Linked DNA regions of Ovis aries: region 2 is linked to region 1. A link is a contact called in public Hi-C data. All regions are on one chromosome and are shown on one strand. Each heading gives the region's core, a stretch centred on a gene start, on an enhancer-like site or on the middle of the called end of the contact. The rest is flanking DNA. Distances are from core to core; before and after follow the strand shown. Region 1 has its middle 30 kb from the start of HTRA3. Region 2 overlaps ACOX3 (acyl-CoA oxidase 3, pristanoyl).

Region 1 (6,739 bases), core at 2,020-4,519:
ATTCTTTGGCGCTCAGCCTTCTTCACAGTCCAACTCTCACATCCATACATGACCACAGGAAAAACCATAGCCTTGACTAGACGGACCTTAGTTGGCAAAGTAATGTCTCTGCTTTTGAATATGCTATCTAGGTTGGTCATAACTTTCCTTCCAAGGAGTAAGCGTCTTTTAATTTCATGGCTGCAGTCACCATCTGCAGTGATTTTGGAGCCCCAAAAAATAAAGTCTGACACTGTTTCCACTGTTTCCCCATCTATTTCCCATGAAGTGATGGGACCGGATGCCATGATCTTAAGCCAACTTTTTCGCTCTCCTCTTTCACTTTCATCAAGAGGCTTTTTAGCTCCTCCTCACTTTCTGCCATAAGGGTGATGTCATCTGCATATCTGAGATTATTGATATTTCTCCCGGCAATCTTGATTCCAGCTTGTGTTTCTTCCAGTCCAGCGTTTCTCATGATGTACTCTGCATATAAGTTAAATAAGCAGGGTGACAATATACAGCCTTGATGTACTCCTTTTCCTATTTGGAACCAGTCTGTTGTTCCATGTCCAGTTCTAACTGTTGCTTCCTGACCTGCATACAGATTTCTCAAGAGGCAGGTTAGGTGGTCTGGTATTCCTATCTCTTTCAGAATTTCCCACAGTTTATTGTGACCCACACAAATAAAAGGCTTTGGCATAGTCAGTAAAGCAGAAATAGATGTTTTTGTGGAACTCCCTTGCTTTTTCCATGATCCAGCGGATGTTGGCAATTTGATCTCTGGTTCCTCTGTCTTTTCTAAAACCAGCTTGAACATCAGGGAGTTCACGGTTCACGTATTGCTGAAGCCTGGCTTGGAGAATTTTGAGCCTTTACTAGCATTTGAGATGAGTACAATTGTGCAGTAGTTTGAGCATTCTTTGGCATTGCCTTTCTTTGGGATTGGAATGAAAACTGACCTTTTCCAGTCCCATGGCCACTGCTGAGTTTTCCAAATTTGCTGGCATATTGAGTGCAGCACTTTCACAGCATCATCTTTCAGGATTTGAAACAGCTCAGCTGGAATTCCATCACCTCCACTAGCTTTGTTCATAGTGATGCTTTCTAAGGCCCACTTGACTTCACATTCCAGGATGTCTGGCTCTAGATGAGTGATCACATCATCATGATTATCTGGGTCGTGAAGATCTTTTTTGTACTGGAATGGGTGAATTTAACTCAGATGACCATTATATCTACTACTGCGGGCAGGAATCCCTCAGAAGAAATGGAGTAGCCATCATGGTCAACAAAAGAGTCCGAAATGCAGTACTTGGATACAATCTCCAAAACGACAGAATGATCTCTGTTCGTCTCCAAGGCAAACCATTCAATATCACAGTTATCCAAGCCTATGCCCCAACCAGTAACGCTGAAGAAGCTGAAGTTGAACAGTTTTATGAAGACCTACAAGACCTTTTAGAACTAATACCCAAAAAAGATGTCCTTTTTATTATAGGGGACTGGAATGCAAAAGTAGGAAGTCAAGAAACACCTGGAGTAACAGGCAAATTTGGCCTTGGAATGCAGAATGAAGCAGGGCAAAGACTAATAGAGTTTTGCCAAGAAAATGCACTGGTCATAGCAAACACCCTCTTCCAACAACACAAGAGAAGACTCTACACATGGACATCACCAGATGGTCAATATTGAAATCAGATTGATTATATTCTTTGCAGCCAAAGATGGAGAAGCTCTATACAGCCAACAAAAACAAGACCAGGAGCTGACTGTGGCTCAGATCATGAACTCCTTATTACCAAATTCAGACTCAAATTGAAGAAAGTAGGGAAAACCGCTAGACCATTCAGGTATGACCTAAATCAAATCCCTTATGATTATACAGTGGAAGTGAGAAATAGATTTAAGGGCCTAGATCTGATAGATAGAGTGCCTGATGAACTATGGAATGAGGTTCGTGACATTGTACAGGAGACAGGGATCAAGACCATCCCCATGGAAAAGAAATGCAAAAAAGCAAAATGGCTGTCTGGGGAGGCCTTACAAATAGCTGTGAAAAGAGAGGCAAAAAGCAAAGGAGAAAAGGAAACATATAAGCATCTGAATGCAGAGTTCCAGAGAATAGCAAGAAGAGATAAGAAAGCCTTCCTCAGCGATCAATGCAAAGAAATCGAGGAAAATAACAGAATGGGAAAGACTAGAGATCTCTTCAAGAAATTAGAGATACCAAGGGAACATTTCATGCAAAGATGGGCTCCATAAAGGACAGAAACGGTCTGGACCTAACAGAAGCAGAAGATATCAAGAAGAGGTGGCAAGAATACACGGAAGAACTGTGCGAAAAAAAAAGATCTCTCTCCCCAGGACCCTCATTAATAGAACGAAACAGAGTCAGGAGACCCCTGGCTTGTTTCTGTGCCCAGGAGGTGGAGCCTGGAAGGCCCAGAGTCGGGGGGAGGTGGGCAGGGGCGCTCCAACATTCTCTGGTTCTGGGGTCCGGAGCCCTGAACCCCAAAGTTCTCTCCCTGCTTGGACATACCTGTAGGGCACCCCCCCCAACTGCCCAGGCCTCTCCCACCAGGGGGCAGCAGAGAGCTTTCCAGAAGCAGCAGCTCCCAGGCGGGAGGGAGCAGGTCCCAGCAGCAGGGCCAACAGACTTCCCTGCAACCCTGACCCTGGGCTGCCTTCTCTGAGGGCTGGGTGGGTTTGCACCGCGGGCGGAGGCCATGCTGTAATTGAAAACATGAAGACGTGACAGCCCGTGCTGGAGGCGGCGGGAAGCCCCATCATGGTGACCCCGGGGTCACAGCGCTCTGAGGTCACAGGCTTGCTGGGCAGCTGCCCGGCCGGGCCTGCAGCTGCGCCGCGCGAGGTGGGGACAGGGCCACTCCTGGTCCACCACCTACCTCGGAACCCGCGGTGTCCCTGGCCGTCCAGGAGCCGTTAGGTTTCCGCCGCTCCCACCTGGGGTCCCAGCCCCATGCCCTAGGCCCACGGGGGGCTCGGGCAGCCCAGGACCCCTTGCTCTAGGGCGGCAGACCTGGAGGTCCAGGTGAGGCCCAGTCATCCAACCTGTGGTTCAAATCCCAGCTCCTCCCGTAGAGGCTGTGGGGCTTCGGGCAAGAAGCTTTACTTCTCAGAGTCCCAATCTGGTTGCAACTAAGACACAGCTGGTGATTGCTGCATGTGGGGTTGAAGTGAGGATTTGAGAAGCCGAGGGCTCAGCTCAGAGCCGGGGCTAATAGTGGCCTGTTTCCTATTAACGGTGAGATTGCCAAGGGCCGAGCGCCAGCACCCGCAGGCTACAGAACCCGGAACCAGAGAGTGAGTCACTCTGATCAAATCGCCCAGCCTTTCAAACCCTCCGTCTCTTCTTCATCTGTAACCAAAACCAAACCCCACAGCAGGGTCCTGAGCGTGAAGAGAAGCTGTGTACCAGCACCGAGGAGGCACGCACCGCATGGCTGCCCGGCCCGCACTGGTGGCCGAGACACGTTGCGCGCAGGTGGAGGCCAGCGTTTGGCCGCCGTGGGCCCCGGCCGACTGGGCTCCAGTCCTGCTCTGATGCTGCAGTGGCCAGGCCCCGGGAAGCAAGGCCCCCGCCTCCTCATTTGGCAGAGCGGTGGGTGTGGGACAGGCGCGCGTCCGGCACAGGGACGTGCAGCCCAGGGGCCCTGCCACCCCAGGGTCTCCACTGGGTCCATCCAGGCACCTTCTCACTTGGGTTCACTGCGCACCTACTGTGTGCAAGCTCAGTAACCCCTGCGGGCCAGGCATGAGCTGAGCCACAAGCGGCCCCTCCTGGAGGAGACCCTGGGGCTGAGGATAAAATCACACTCCCTGCAGGGGGCCCCTGAAGGCTCTCCCACACACTTTCCCGAACCGAGAAGGAAATCAGCCTGCCCAGGGTCACACTGCACCCTTCCTGACCGCAAGGCCCCAGAGCTCCCCGCCAGCATGCTGTCTCCACCCTTGGAGAACCAAGTGCAGGCTGGCCCCCAGTTTTGACAAGAAACCGAGGCTCTTAGAGGGAGAGTGACTGTCTCAAAGCTGCACAGCATCAGTCATCTCCATCACGACAGTGGAGCCGCAGCGGCCCATCACCTCCGGACAACGGGCGGGCTGAAGCTGCAAGGAGGGGGTGTGTCTCAGCACGAGCTCACCTCAGCGAGGAGGGAGCTGTCCGTCAGCAGAGGGGTGCAAGCAGGCCCCGGAGGTCTCCCTTGCGAATGGAGAGGTGTCACTAGACAGTCCTGAGAGTGTGCAAGGGATGTAAGATGCCCCTCAGACTGGGGTCTGCGTTGCCCGTGACCCCACCACACTTTCGGGGAGCTTGACAGCCGTCAGCTTGTGCTTCTGTGGGGGTCCGGCGCCTGACTCGGTGCGGTGGGGGGGGCGGGGGCAGCTGTCAGTCACAGGCTGTGTGGTGGTGGGACCCGTCTGCCACAGCCGGGCTGGGGTCCGTGCTAGGTCAAGTCTGGACCTTACCTCCCTCCAACCTGCTGTGACCTGGAGCACCCAGCAGAAGGTACCTTTCGTGTGTCAATGTGCCCTGCCTTCCGTGAGCCTCAGTTTTCTCATCTGTAAAGAGGGTGGGTTGCTCGTCAGACTGTTAACAAGACTGTGCGCTAAGTCGCTTCAGTCGGGTCTGACTCTGTGACCCCGTGGATTGTAGCCTGACAGGCCCCTCTGTCCTTGGAACTTTGCAGGCAAGAACACTGGAGTGGGTTGCCATGCCCTTTTCCAGGGGATCGTCCTGACTCAGGGACTGAACCCATGTCTCTTATGTCTCCTGCACTGGCAGGTGGGCTCTTTACCACCCATGCCTAACAACAGCATAGCTTGTATTTTCCCCCATCGTTGACAGTCAGGGTTGATGCAAACCAATGAGTAAAGACAAGGATGTTCTCTCACCCAGAGGGAAGGCAGGACTCTAAACTGGCCAATATAACCCCCTCCTCTTGAGTGAAACTGAATGTGATGGGATTTGTCTCCCTTAGTTAGGTTGGTGGTGGTGGTGGTTTAGCTGCTAAGTCGTTTCCGACTCTTGAGACCCCATGGACTGTAGCATGACAGACTGCTCTGTTCATAGGATTCTCCAGGCAAGAATACTGGAGTAGGTTGCCATCTCCTTCCCGTTAGTTAGGTTATGTATGCGCAAAGGTGAAGATTTTGCAGATGTAATTAAGGTCTCGAATTGGTTGACTGAGTTTCCCAAACAAGGTGGGCCTGACCTAATTGGGTGTGTCCTTTAAAAGCGGGCCCAGCCTTCCCTGCAGAGAGCTGTGATGGCACAGAAAGGACCTACCAGCTTGAAGAATGCCATGGACAAACTTCCTATGGAGGGGGCCACGAGGTGAGGAGCTGACCTCCCTCCTGCAGCCATAAGGAGATGCATTTTGCCAATGACCACACTGCCTGGAAGGGGCTCCTGATTCTCAGATGAGATCATAGCCCAGATTGATGACATTCCGCTGAGACCCCGAGCAGAGAACTGACCACAGAAACTGAGATAAGAAGCAGGCGTGTTGTGAGCCACTGTGCTTGTGATCACTTGATACAAAACACAGACAACAAATAGGCTGAGCGCCGGGTGTGCCTGCAACCTGGAGCCGCGCCTGAAAGGACCCACATCCAGCAACACGCCAGCTCCCCTCCCCCAGAGACCTCCATCCTCACCTGCCCACTGCCCACACCCTCCAGGCTCTACAAGTCCACACAAGAGGCCCTGAGGCTCAGCTCCTCACACCAGGAGCTGAGGACAGAGGAAGACAGGGAACCCTGGGTATTGGGACCCCAGGCTCTCAGCCGCCCTTCCGCAAGGCTGAGGCCCCCGGGCAACGTGGACTTCAGGGCCTCCCTCGCGGAGCAGAGGGCAGCCTTCCAGAAGGGTCTGGGTCTATGGGGATGCTGTGGGACATTGTTCCCTCCCACCCCAGGGGCAGTCACTTCTGGCCATAAGCAGGGCCCTTGCTCGCCCTGGGGCCATGCTCAACAATTTCAGAATCATCATGGCTTTGGGCTGGGTTTGCCCTGAATCCCAGGAAGGGGACATGCAGGGTAAGGGTGTCTCCAGGAAAGAGGGGCATCCACACTGGAACACACAGATGGGGGTGGGCTCCGCGTCTCTGACGGCTCCAGGGAGCCCCACATGCAGGATGAGGAGACCTCTCCAGGGATTAGTGATCTGGGGAGGCCGTGAGGCTGAGGGAGGGCAGGGCTGGGATTCCAGAGAAGGCCGGGGAGGAGGAACACCCTTGCAACACTGAACGCTGATGTCTGGGGCTCCGACAGGCCCGCCCCTCGGGGAGGGCGGCGGGGGTGGCAGGGCCGCTCACCAGGTCTGGGATGGGCCCAGGAGCAGGGCCCCCTGCCTTCCACCCCGTGGAGTGGCCCCTGCCCACCTCCTGCACCCCACACCCCACATCTCGCCTGAGCCAGCTGCTGCCACTCAGACTGGCAGCCTCCTTGAGGCTGGCTGGGAGGGACCCGGTGGAGTGTGGTCACGGTCACGCACGGCAGGCTTCGCTGTCCAGCAAGAGCAGACACGCCTGTTCCTGACGCGGCCTGGATCCCGGGGCCAAGGGGGAAGGTGGGCGGGCCTGGAAATCTGCTCCCCTGGATGCACCCGGTGGGCCCCGCCTGGAACAGGGAGGCTGACGTGGAAGGGCCCCTCCATGCGGGGATGGGCCCTGGCTGGAAGGAGGCCGGGGCCGCCCTGAGCTCAGCTGCCCCTCCCGCGACCCTCCACCAGCCT
Region 2 (6,739 bases), core at 2,386-4,885, 120 kb after region 1:
CCTCTCCAGGTCCAGCTCCGTCCCCAGCCAGCGGTGTGCCCCATCCATCCGGCTGCTGCCTCTTCAAGGACACACTGGGAGCATCCGCAAGGTCCCTGGGAAGCCCTGTGCTGCACTCAGGAAGCGTCCACTGCCACCAGCAACCCATCACCACCACGAGTCACAGATCGCCTGGCAAAGCTCCCTCCGGGGGGCCACTGACAGAGTGGACTACCTGGGCGGGTGCCCTTCTTCCTCGTACAACCAAAGGCACCCTTCTCTTTACACGAGACGTCTCAAATATCTGAAGACGACGCTTCTTTTTCTCTTGCCTTTCCTACCAGTGAAATCACCCAATTCCTTCGCAGATTTCATACAGGATTCTTCCCCGACCCTCCCCACCTGGGTCCCTGGCATATTGATAGAATGTTCTCCAGATGTGAGGCTGAGATGGGAGAAGGGGTAGGACCCCCAACTTCTCACAGTCACACACTGCTGTGAGCAGCCCGAGAGGGTGTGAGGGCGCTCTGTAGCAGGTGCGAGGCTTGTGGTCACCTGTGACACCCTGACCGTCTTCTGCTGCCTTGCTGCCCCATGCCACAGTCAGAGCACTGGATGCGACTATCTGAGAGCGACCTTAGAGAGACGACCAGAAACTGACACTAAAATCCAGATAAAGGGCTTTACGTTTATCCCTGAGTTTGGCCACACTGGCATCAGCCCAGAAGGAGCTATGTGATGACACTTGACTCAGTCATTTCTGCTGTCTGCGGGCTGCATGATTCAAGCTCCTCGTTCTAAACTATTTATAGCGTCTCTATGAGCTGTAACAACAAACAAAAACTACAAAGAACAGTGCACAGAAGACAAAGCACACGGGGGAGAGACTTCTGTGGCGCCACGGCTGCCCACACGCCAGGGACACGGACAGCGGAGAAGCTGAGCGCCCCCCACCCCCCCTGCCGCCCACCGCACGAGGAGGAGCCAGGCGCTTCCTCACCAAAAGCACACAGCTATCTACAGAGTGTCGCCGAGATGCTCAGACTCAACCAGGGGCTAAAAGGCTCCGGAGGAATAAACCGTCAGGGAAGTTCTCTGCCACAGACTCAACCAGGGGCTAAAAGGCTCTGGAGGAATAAACCGTCAGGGAAGGTCTCTCCCACAGACTCAACCAGGGGCTAAAAGGCTCTGGAGGAATAAACCGTTAGGGAAGGTCTCTGCCAATTCCACTGCGGTCTCGTCTGAGTCACCAGACTTTACCCATCGGTGACTGAAGATCGGCACATGAGAAGTTAGGCAGGTAAGCTGCAAATAGTAAGGATGACTACAATAATAATGGGCTTTTCTGACAACTCAGACAGTAAAGAACCAGCCTGCCATGCAGGAGACCCGGGTTCGATCCCTGCATTGGGAAAACCCCCTGGAGAAGGGCATGGAAACCCATTCCAGTACTCTTGCCTGGAGAATCCCATGGACAGAGGAGCCTGGCGGGCTGCAGTCCAAGAGCTGGACATGACTGATCGACTAACGCTTTCACTTTCGTAATAATAATAATAGATCAGAGTAACGGGGCACAGGCCCCCTGCCACACGTTGTCTAAACCCTTCAAGTGTGTTCATTCACTCCCTCGCTGCAGAACCCCTGTCGCGCCATGCTATCCTCAGCCCCATCTTAGGGAGAAGAACACCAAGGAGCAGTGTGTGGGGTCAGCTTGCCCTCAGATGCGCAGCCAGCAGTCAGCAGAGAGAGACAGAGGACCCAGGACCTGGGCCTGGCCTGTCGGTCACCTGCTCTGTGTGCCATCCACCAGCTGCTCAGATAGCCACCGGCGCCAACAGAAGTGAACGCTGAGTCTCAGAATGCTTCATCGGAACAAAGCGTGGTGCCAGGGAACTGCCAAGCCATTAACTAGCAAGTTCCAACTCAGATGAATGGATAAGCTCCCTTCCGTTCTGGTTTTCAGTCTCCACGCTGCCTCGTGACCCCCAGGTTTCGGCCAAGGAACATCAGGTGGCAGGGAACCGAGGGATGAGACGAGGGCAGGGCCCGGCCAACCTGCTCTGGAAAGTTCCAGAAGGTAAATGTTTTAGGCTCTGCCGAGATATCTCAGCTCTGCAGGAGCAGGAACACGGCCACAGGAAGTGTGTAAACAAGTGGCCACGGCCGGGTGCCGATAAATCAGTATTTACAAAAATATATATCCACAGAAAAAGCCTTTGGCCCATAGGCTGTTGTGTGCTGACCCCTGACCTTGCGATGACCCCTGGTTGGTCATGAGCTGACCCCTGGTTGTGCGCTGACCCCTGGCCATGCATTGACCCCTGGTCGGTTGTGCGCTGACCCCTGGTTGTGAGCTGACCCCTGGTCAATTGTGAGCTCACCCCTGGTTGGTTGTGCACTGACCCCTAATCGTGCGCTGACCCCTGGCCATGCATTGACCCCAGGTCAGTTGTGCGCTGACCCCTGGTCTTGAGTTGACCCCTGGTTGGTCATGCACTGACCCCTGGTCGGGTATGAGTTTCATGGTAGGGATGAGGACAGAAACCAGCCCACGTGTCTCTGAGACCTACTGGCCAGGTAGCCGTGTCCTCCACATGCCTCTCGGCACTCCTGGATCCCCCGCTGGCGTGGATCTCGCGTCCCAGCTCTGCCTTGGGAGGGAGAGAAGCCAACAAGATCAGGGGAAGAGAGGCTCCGACCCCAGAGGGCAGGGGACAGTCCAAGCTCAGCCTCAGAGACCTGCGCCCCTTCCAGTCTGACCCCAGGTGGCTGACAACTACAATAGTAGGAACCCAGTTTTAGCTTAAAAAGCAGGATTCATCTACCTGTGGATACTCTGCGGTCTAGTCACACAACCTCCTAGCACTGAAGATAAACCACCGCGGCTGCTCAGTGGGTGAACCCTGGTGGGGAGGCTGATCGTGGAGGGCCATGCATCGTGACTCAGAGCGCATGAAGTTTACAGCGCGAGCCTGAGGGACGGCTGTTCAAGCCCCCGTCATTCACGGGAGACGAGGAGGAAACCCAAGGGAAGGGACTGACACAGCACTGACTCGCTGCCCCTGGGGAGAGGGCGGGGGGCAGCCCCAGAGGGGTACAAAGCCCTGGCCATTCAGGGCCCCTGTGCAGGCCCCACTCGGGGCCGCTAGCTTTAACACGTCTAGTAAACATTCTTTTACTTCAACGAGATCATTAGTAACAACAATTACAAGAAAGACACGCCTACACACGCACTTGCGGAATAAGGTGCTGGGCTTTGCCAGCATTTTCAGCTTCACAGAAGTGCTACCTTGTAACCCACGCCTGGGTTGAACTACTCTTTCTGAGCTTCAGAAAAAAAAAACAGACCACGGTGACACTTGAAACATTATTAACAGGACAATTCCATTGTCAGCTGGCAAAACTTCAGTGACTCATGTTTGGGGGGGAAAAATGCATTAGCTCCACATTCCTGATGAAACGGTCCTCGGGGTCACATCAGCCTGACTGCGTGGCTGTGCACCCTGCCAGCCCCCCGCCCCTTCACCCTCCGCCTCTCGACGCCTGGGTGTCTATGCTGGATATTCCAAAACGTGCTAATTTGATACAGGCTTTTCAGGGCGTGGTCGGTAAGCCCGCCCTCTGTAGCATTTCTGGTGAGTTTTCAGATGCACTTGCGCTGTGCCTTTTCGCAATGCCCAGGAGGCAGTGTGAAAGCAGAACAAAAATCAACACGGGAGGCATCCATACATGGAAATTAGCAGAAGACCCTTTCTGTGCAAAGGGGCTGATCTCAGCGGGTCTGCACGCTCGCATCTGGCACAAAGCCACGCCTGTCAGCTCACATCCAGTCAGCTGGACACAGACCTTTTGTGGGGTTGTTTACAAAAGGATCAGAACCGTGAAATCCACGGAGGGGGCCGGTAATGTGGATTTTGCAAAAGCATCCTGTTCTCCAGAGAACAACAGCTGAACTCACAGACGGGAACCAGGAGCCGTGTCAGCACGTCCTTGAGAACGGGGGATGCGGACACGTGCCGACTAGGCCCCCATCCCTGCGACGGGCTCCGGGAGGACATGGCGCAGGGGTCAAGTCAGACGAGCTTGCATCATCCCCGCAGATCCACACACCCACGCTGTTTTGAGAGAAAGGCTGAGCCTGCCCTGTTCAAACCCAGTGAGATATAAATGAGGATAAACGCTGCAGAGAAAAAGCAGGGGGCTCTCACCTGCCTGACACTCCGGTCTTTCCCCAGGAGGCCTCGCTGAAGCTCCCCCAGATCCAGGAAGAGTGATTTGGAAAAGTGGTCCAAGGCGTAGGCGGCAGCCAGGTACGGCAATAAGCGCCATTGCTGAAATGGACAAATACCCACCTGAACACCCCACGTCCTCGGCAGGGTGGGGGTGGCCGGAACCCACCCCCACGGTCCCGTTAGTGCACAAGGCCCTGCACCTCTCCCGGATGCTCCCCACCCCCCACCACGACAGCTGCCCCCTGATACCCAGCCACCCTGACTGGCCTGCTCAAGGAGAGGCGCCCACGCGCACTGCCCTGCCCCATGCTCGCTGCTGTTGCGGCCACGCGACCCCTCAGCCAGAGTAAATACTGAACTATAATATGATTCTTCGTTATCCTGGCCATGCGATCCCTCAGCCAGAGTAAACACTGAATACAACTGAGACAGCCAGGTCACCATGCCCAAGCGCGGGGCCAACCTGGCAACGCCTTGCCCTTTGTGACCCTAGGAGGAAGACAGCGACTGCCCCCGGGCCAGAAGGCTCCCGGAGGCCGAGGGAGCGTGTCCATTCCACCAGCGTGTGTCTGCTGCTGCGTGAATGGAGGGGGGAGGCTGAGAGGACCCGGAAGACAATCACCACCACCACCGCCAGTGATCCCTGCGTGCGGTCACCGTGCCGCCGCCCTAACGTGGCTCATCCTTGCAACCACCCACAGCAGTGATCACCGCTCCAACGTGCAAAGGAGAAAACCAGAGCACAGAGAGGCTTAGTGCCTGGCCCAGGGGTGCACAGCAAGGGCAGAGTGGACTTCCGGAAGCCCACTCGAGGGGCTTAAGTGGGCTCAGCTGACCGCTGAGGCCAGGCTTCAAGCCCAGGCAGGGGGGCAGGCTGTGACCTCACGAGGACCACAGGGTCCAGCAGTGCGGTGGATGCTGCATGCTGGCCAGGCACGAACTAGGCACGAGGCTCTTCCTCGCTTGCTCATTTGGTATTAAACAAGGTTCGTGGTCCTAACTAAGGGGTTAAACAAATTCGATCCAGTTACAATGTCCTGAAACTCTCACTCAAACACGCCTTTGCTTACGCATCACTGGGCCCAAGACCAGGGCTCGGTCCAGCTGCTGCCTCTGGGGCCCCACCTGTGAGCTGGGGACCACCACCAGCCCACCTGGTGCGCAGGGCAGCTGCGCAGTGGGCATGGAAGGGCTGGGGATGCAGAGGCGCTGGTGGGGGCACACTGTGATCCAATGCCACGCCTGCCCCCAGCCCGGCCAGGTGACCAGGCAATGCTCGGCTTGGGGGGGCTCCCCTGCCGTCCGGGGCTGCCTCGACCGTGGAGGGCCTGGAGTGAGGAGTGTCCCCTCTGCTGAAGGATGCCACCATGAACGCCGCTGCACACTCAGCCACTACGTCACGGGATGGAGGGCTGTGTCAGAGCACAGCCTGGATACGCAGGGCCAGAGAGGGGAGAGCATGAGCCCCCGCCTCACCAGAGCGCCTCCTTTAGGCTCCTCATTTCTTTTCAAGTAAAGACCATCCTGGAGACCATCTGTGGCCCCCGAGGCCACGCCCCTCCTGGGCCTGGCGTCACCCTGTAACTCCAGAAGGGGCCCGGTCAGCGCCCCGTGACCCAGCAGCAGAGACCTCAGAGAGGCGGTGTGTTTGCACATGGACGGAAAGCCAGTGAGCTCATGCCCGCAGGCGCCACAAAGACAGAAAGCCAGTGAGCCCGTGCCCGCAGGTGCTACAAGGACAGAAAGCCAGTGAGCCCACGCCCGCAGACGCCCTACCTGCATCGGGTACTCCAGCACCGGGACCTCCTCCTTGTCCGTCGGCCCGAACTGACGCCTGGTGGCCGAGAAACGCAGAGCGATGGACACGGCCAGCTTCAGGTTCACGACAGACATGCCCACGATGGCCACCCGGCCAGACGACAGGCTGCCCAGGGACTCGCTGAAGCGCTGCCCCACATTCTGCGGGAGGAGAGCAGGTGGCGGTGGACCCAGGACCGCGGGCCACCTCAGGGATGGGCACGGGGTGGAGGGGCGTGCCTGTCCTCGTTCAACACCCCAGGCCCAGCCCCCAGGGCGCCCCAGACACAGGGTCCTGGAGCCAGGAGGGCTGAGCGGCACGGGGGCCGGTGTACCCATCATGGGAAGGTACGGGGGGCACCCAGCCCACATGAGGGAAGGGCCCCGGGCAGACACGCCATCTGGGCAGACCTACGAGCTGCCACGTGGAGGCAGGAAGCCCTGCTCTCGACCTCACGAAGGACCAGAGGTGGCTGTGCCGAGAGCGAGGCTGGAGGTGAGGGCAGAGAACACAGCTGGCGCCAACGTCTCATTCATAAAAAGGGCACCCTCCCCCGCCGGGATTCCTGCCTCCCCGTGGAGCCACCATCCCAAGGGCCGTGACGGTCATCGGAACGGTCACCTGTCCTTCTCTGTGATCTTTTGTTGTGGCTGCTGTTCAGCCGCTCAGTCGTGTCCGACTCTCTGCGACCCCACGGACTGCAGCACGGCAGGCCTCCCTGACCATCACC

The links. A called contact is a pair of places that touch in the nucleus more often than the background predicts.
Region 2: a Hi-C map of omental adipose tissue shows a contact between it and region 1, with 2.3 times the contacts expected there. The contact joins two enhancer-like sites. A contact is called at or near these places in 2 of 16 Hi-C or Micro-C datasets (omental adipose tissue and tail adipose tissue).

Annotation. Positions count from the first base shown.
Region 1 is chr6:115,267,907-115,274,645 of ARS-UI_Ramb_v3.0, forward strand. No RefSeq gene overlaps it. Among named protein-coding and RNA genes, the nearest start is that of HTRA3, 30 kb to the right of the region's middle. Within about 2 kb of position 3,270, at least 5 of the 54 cell types and tissues checked have an H3K27ac peak or open chromatin away from gene starts, as enhancers often do.
Region 2 is chr6:115,382,711-115,389,449 of ARS-UI_Ramb_v3.0, forward strand. ACOX3 (acyl-CoA oxidase 3, pristanoyl) reads right to left here. Exons shown (of 19, transcript XM_027971266.3): 9 at 5,988-6,170; 10 at 4,188-4,310; 11 at 2,609-2,630; 12 at 2,550-2,606. Among named protein-coding and RNA genes, the nearest start is that of ACOX3, 30 kb to the right of the region's middle. Within about 2 kb of position 3,636, at least 5 of the 54 cell types and tissues checked have an H3K27ac peak or open chromatin away from gene starts, as enhancers often do.